Linked DNA regions of Sus scrofa: region 2 is linked to region 1. A link is a contact called in public HiChIP or PLAC-seq data. All regions are on one chromosome and are shown on one strand. Each heading gives the region's core, a stretch centred on a gene start, on an enhancer-like site or on the middle of the called end of the contact. The rest is flanking DNA. Distances are from core to core; before and after follow the strand shown. Region 1 overlaps BAZ2B (bromodomain adjacent to zinc finger domain protein 2B). Region 2 holds the start of MARCH7 (E3 ubiquitin-protein ligase MARCH7).

Region 1 (2,597 bases), core at 71-2,570:
TTCCTTCTTGAAAACCTTTTAAGGAAGAGTTTGTGTCAAATTGATATAATTTCTAACCTAAAAATTTGGTAGAATCCACTACTGAAGTCATCTGGACTTGGAAGGTTGTTGGAGTATTGTTTTTTTTAAATGGTGTTGTTGGAAGATATTAAATCATGAATTCAACTTTTAAAATATAAATATACAATTATTCAGGTTAGCTTTGTCTCTGTGATGAGTTTGGTAGTTATGTCTTTGAAGGCATTTGTCCATTTCATACAAGTCACTGAATTTATAAGTACAAAGTTTTTCCAAATAGTATCCTATCTGATGAATGTGTAGAATTTGTAGTGATATCTTCTCTTTCATTATTGGTATTAATAATTTGTGCCTTTTCCCTTTTAACTTTGTGACTAGAGCTTGCTTTATCAATTTTATTAATCTTTCTGACAAACTAGCTTTGAGCTTCATAAATTTTTTTTCAATATTCTGTTTTCTGTTTCATTGATTTCTACCCTTTATTATTTCCTTCTCTTTTTCCATGGGTATGATTTCCTCTTCTTTTTTCCTGATTTCTTAAAAGGGAAGCTTAGATCATTTATGTTAGACCTTTCTCCTTTTGTTATGTATACATTTAATGCTATAAATTTCCCTTTTAAATACCACTTTAGCTGCATCTCACAAATTTTGATATGTTTACATTTCATTATCATTCTGGTAAAATAATTCCTATTTTTCTTTGTGGATTCTTCTTTCACTGATGGGTTATTTAAAAATCAGTAATTTAACAGGTTTTTGAATTGATGTCCATTTTAGTTTTATCATGATCAGAAAATATACTAATGATAATCTGTGCTTTGTTTTTTGGCTTCCCAGTGCTGCTTTTTCAGACTGACCACCTGTGGGTCTCCTCTGTGCCTATAAAAATTGTTGGGTCAGCCAAGTACATGGCAGAGATGAGAGTCTCTTTCTCTCTGTAGTTTCCTTGCTTCAGAGATTACCCCCTGATTTCCAGTGGCTCTGTCAGCTTTGGACTCTGTTCTCTGACACTTCAAGCTTTCTGCTGCCTAAGCTAATCATGGTGAAGATATGCACTCAATTAAGAAATACATCAAACTGAATAAATCTGCTCTATGTACTTTCTCTGCTAGCTGTTTTACTGTGCCCCTGGAGTACTTCCCCATTCATGCACAGTGTACTCGTAGCTTGGCATTTGGAAAGTTTAAGTTCAGATTTGGGTCTCTTTCTGTGGCTTGATCAGTGCCAAGATTTCCCCTTTAAATATCCTTATTTCCTGGTATTTTCTTAGCCCTGGATCTGACCTCTGGCACCTTTTGTTGATAAGCCTTCTATTTCATCTTCCTCTCTCTTCTGTAGTTAGTATACCTGTGAGGTTTAGACATTTTCAGACCAGAAAGCCACAAAGTCACACTTGCTACCCCTTCTTGTTAACTTTTTTCTAGATGAAAACTTTCCCCTGACTTTTCTCTGCTTTCAGATTCTTCCCAATATCTTTAGTTTTATTGTTATTTAAAATCCAGTTTTTATAATTATTTACTGTGGAAGATTCTTGTCACTATTTAACTACTACTTCACCATTACCTGAAGTTGTCCTCCCTCAAAATACCCCACTTTCTTTCTTAAAAAATTTTCATGCTTCTGGGGATAGCATGTGACATAATCTAGTCAATCCAAACATCCTATTTCCCACACAGTGATGGTTATGTGATTGGTTAAGGAAGGCACATGATGCAAGTAAGACTAATGAAAGTCAAAGAGATTCCATTCTGGGATTTTTTATAAGAAATGGTGAGAAAGGATCTTCTTTTGTCTTACAAAACTGAAGTGAAGGACCTATCTGAGGAAGTAGAGCCAAAAGAGAAAAGAGAAATTAGATCCTAATAAACTTCCAACCAGTCTTCTTTATCTAAAGTGCACATTTTCTCTTTTTATATATTACTCAATGAATTTTACTACATTTATAGTTGTACAGTGATCACCACAACCAAAGTTTATAGCATTTCTATCCCAAACCCTCAGTGCATCCCCCTAACCCCCAATCTGTCTCATTTGAAAACCATAAGCTTTTTAAAGTCTGTAACTCAGTATCTGTTCTGCGTAGAAATTCACTGTGTCTTTTTTTAGATTCCACATGAAAGTGATAGCATGTGATATTGATGTCTCATTGTCTGACTGACTTCACTTAGCATGATCATTTCTAGGTCCATCCATGTTGCTGAAAATGCCATTATTTCTTTCCTTTTAATAGCTGGGTAATATTCCATTGTGTATATGTACCACAATTCTTTTTTTTTTTTTTTTTTTTTGTCTTTTTGCTATTTCTTGGGCTGCTCCTGTGCATATGGAGGTTCCCAGGCTATTGGTCCAATCGGAGCTGTAGCCACCGGCCTACGCCAGGGCCACAGCAACGCAGGATCCGAGCTGTGTCTGCAACCTACACCACAGCTCACGGCAACACCGGATCCTTAACCCACTGAGCAAGGGCAGGGACCGAACCCGCAACCTCATGGTTCCTAGTCGGATTCGTTAACCACTGTGCCACGACGGGAACTTCTGTACCACAATTCTTTATGCACTTTTCTGTCGATGGACATTTA
Region 2 (2,597 bases), core at 54-2,553, 260 kb before region 1:
GAAACAAAATTTTATCTCAAAGGAAAGCAAAAATCTAGTTACACTATATGCCTGCCTTTTTAACAATGGTATACCATTTGATTTTTAAGTCAAAAATTCATCTTTAACCTTACCTCTTGGCTCTAGACAGAAACGGACAGATGAGAGCAAGGAGAGATTTTTAAATTATTTTTAAAATGAAAAAAAAAACTAAAATATTATACAAAATCGGAAAAAAAAAATCTTACTGAATTCCACTTCACTTGGCACCTTTGTTCTTAATAGTGACAAACGACAGCATTCGTGATGAATTTATTACCAAGAGAGATGTTGCCCATATATTTACATCTGTACGTAGGAAAAAAGAATTACAGTATTTTTGGTGTGTGTACACAGTCATCTTCATTATGCAGTTTCATCAAAATGAAGGAGTACTATGTTCTACTGATGCCCTCCATATTTTTACTTCTTAGGCCAACAAGTCCGTTCTTACACATATCATCACGTATTTCCATTTGAAGAACGTACAATTTACCACAAAGCAAAAGAAAGCCCAAAGTTATTACGATACTCAAGAACTTGGACAATCAATCAGCAAATATTTACCGCATCTAAGGTGCTGGCAAAGTCCCTACAATTCAAGGCTGGGCTGGCAGAGCCCTGAGTCTCTTGGCCTTCAACACCTCGCTCATTAAATATTTTACACGTGACACTGCTCGCCCTCGGGGCTCGGTAAAGACCCTCCTAAACCCAACCTAAGGGGAGGCCGCCAAAGGCCAAAATATGGCTCAAGCCCCTTGCCCGAGCCCGCCGCAAGTCCATATGGAAGACGCACAACCTGCCCCCTTCACCCGTCACAAAACTCCACCACGGGACGAAAGGCTCCGGGCAAAGAAGGCCTGCGGACAGCTCCGCTTCGTTCGCGGGATCAAGCTCCTTCACCCCATCTAGAGAGGAAGGAAGCAGGGGCCTCCGCGTCCCCGGGGCCGCACTTCATTTCCTCCCCTCCCCCACCAGCGGCCTAGACTAGAACCACCTACCCCAGAGGTAGAAGCCCAAACTCCGCAGCTTATTCCCCTTCTTCCGGTGCTAACACCGAACAGGCGCGTCCGGCTCCCAGCGATCACACCACTACCTTCTTCCTCTGAGTTCTAGGCCTCTAAATGAGGCTGAACAGTCGGCGGCGAAGCACAATGGCGCCCGCCCTTCTCCAGGATCAGGCGCAGAAGCAGCCGCCACCGTTAAAAGCCCCTCCCTTCTCTTCCTTCCCCCAACCCCACCACTTCGCGGATTCCGCCGACTTCTCGCGAGAGTGGCGAAGCTCCGCGGACCCGAGAACTGCGGGCGGACTCGACGTACCCCACCGCGGGGTGGTGCTCTGACTGCGGCAACCGTTGAAGGGCTGCCCCTGGGGAGTCAGCGAGGCGCCATCGGTAAGCGGCTTCGACTGGTCGGCCGGCGGGCTTGCGAGGGTGCGGGCGCCGGGAGCTGGGCGCTGGAGGCCCGGCCCTAGTTGGCCGCCCTCGCCTGGCTTGGCGAAGGGCTGGTATCCAGCCCTGCCGTTCTCCAGAGCCCAAGTCCGTGGCACAGGCTCTTGCCTCCTCCTGCAAACCTGCAAGGCCCACTGCTCAAAATACCGCCCCCGCCCCTTTTTTTTTCCGCTTGAGGAGTGGCGCAGTCAATGTTTATTGACTTGAATCAAACACTGCCTTTTCCGACCTCCCCTCCTCCCATTCCCTGTCTGCCCTGTGTATCCGAACCCTCTCCTTTAAAGGTTGGAGTGGATTTGTCCCGGACCATTTGTTACTGGTTGTAATTCAGTGGTGGTGGTGTAGTTTCTTAGACAAGTCTTTTAAGATCGTTTTACTAATCTTTGGTAGTGTAGCTACAGATTTTGCAGTAAGAATTCATCCATTTAGAGAGGAAAATTGTGAGGTAAATGGCCTGACGAGAATGAGACGAAACTTTCAGAAATCTGTAAATGTGGTAAACCAAGATATAAAAGAATCCTAATGAAAAGGAGTAGATTAGAGGAAAAAGCCACAATTTCGGTGAATTTAGGTGAATATGTGGATTTTGAATAATGTACCAAACATCAAAGTTCTTCACCAGTAAAGATTAAGTTATTGAAACTTGGAGGCATACTGATTACACTTGATTGGTACACTGACCTATTTTCATTAGGTTGTTTAAGCAATTCTTTAGATCCAAGTAATTTCAATAAATGTAGTATGAAGTTTGTGGTTTTTGTTATTTCATCCGGAGGGTGAAATGTATCATCCCTCTGTCTTAGAAACTAACAGACTGTTCATTCTTCACTATTGTAAATTGTAAAATATTAAAGATAATTATTATTTAAAGTTGGCATATAAATGCCATTCTATCTCTTTAAAATGTGAGTTGAAGGAGTTCCCATTGTGGCTCAGCAGTTAACATATCCGACTAGTATCCGTGAGGAGGTGGCTTTGATTCCTGGCCTCGCCTAGTGGGTTAAGGATCCAGCATTGCCATGAGCTGTGGTGTAGGTTGCAGATGAGGCTCAGATCTGGCATTGCTCTGGCTGTGGTGTAGGCTGGCAGCTGCAGCTCCTATTCAACCCCTAGCCTGAGAACCTCCAT

What was found. HiChIP or PLAC-seq counts read pairs in DNA pulled down with a chosen protein or histone mark.
Region 2: a contact with region 1 is called in an H3K27ac HiChIP or PLAC-seq map of alveolar macrophages. The contact joins the promoter of MARCH7 here to the enhancer-like site in region 1. A contact is called at or near these places in 1 of 5 promoter capture datasets (liver), 7 of 47 Hi-C or Micro-C datasets (embryonic fibroblasts, heart right ventricle, mesenteric adipose tissue and 3 more) and 2 of 2 datasets of contacts at active chromatin or transcription factors (alveolar macrophages and skeletal muscle).

Annotation. Positions count from the first base shown.
Region 1 is chr15:66,392,859-66,395,455 of Sscrofa11.1, reverse strand. All of the region lies in intron 2 of BAZ2B (bromodomain adjacent to zinc finger domain protein 2B), which reads left to right. Among named protein-coding and RNA genes, the nearest start is that of BAZ2B, 17 kb to the left of the region's middle. Within about 2 kb of position 1,320, at least 4 of the 83 cell types and tissues checked have an H3K27ac peak or open chromatin away from gene starts, as enhancers often do. A contact at or near this core is called in alveolar macrophages, where this site is marked.
Region 2 is chr15:66,648,069-66,650,665 of Sscrofa11.1, reverse strand. It overlaps MARCH7 (E3 ubiquitin-protein ligase MARCH7), which reads right to left and starts at 1,303. Exons shown (of 10, transcript XR_299495.3): 1 at 1,020-1,303. LOC110256931 (a long non-coding RNA gene) reads left to right here and starts at 1,276. Exons shown (of 5, transcript XR_002339014.1): 1 at 1,276-1,412.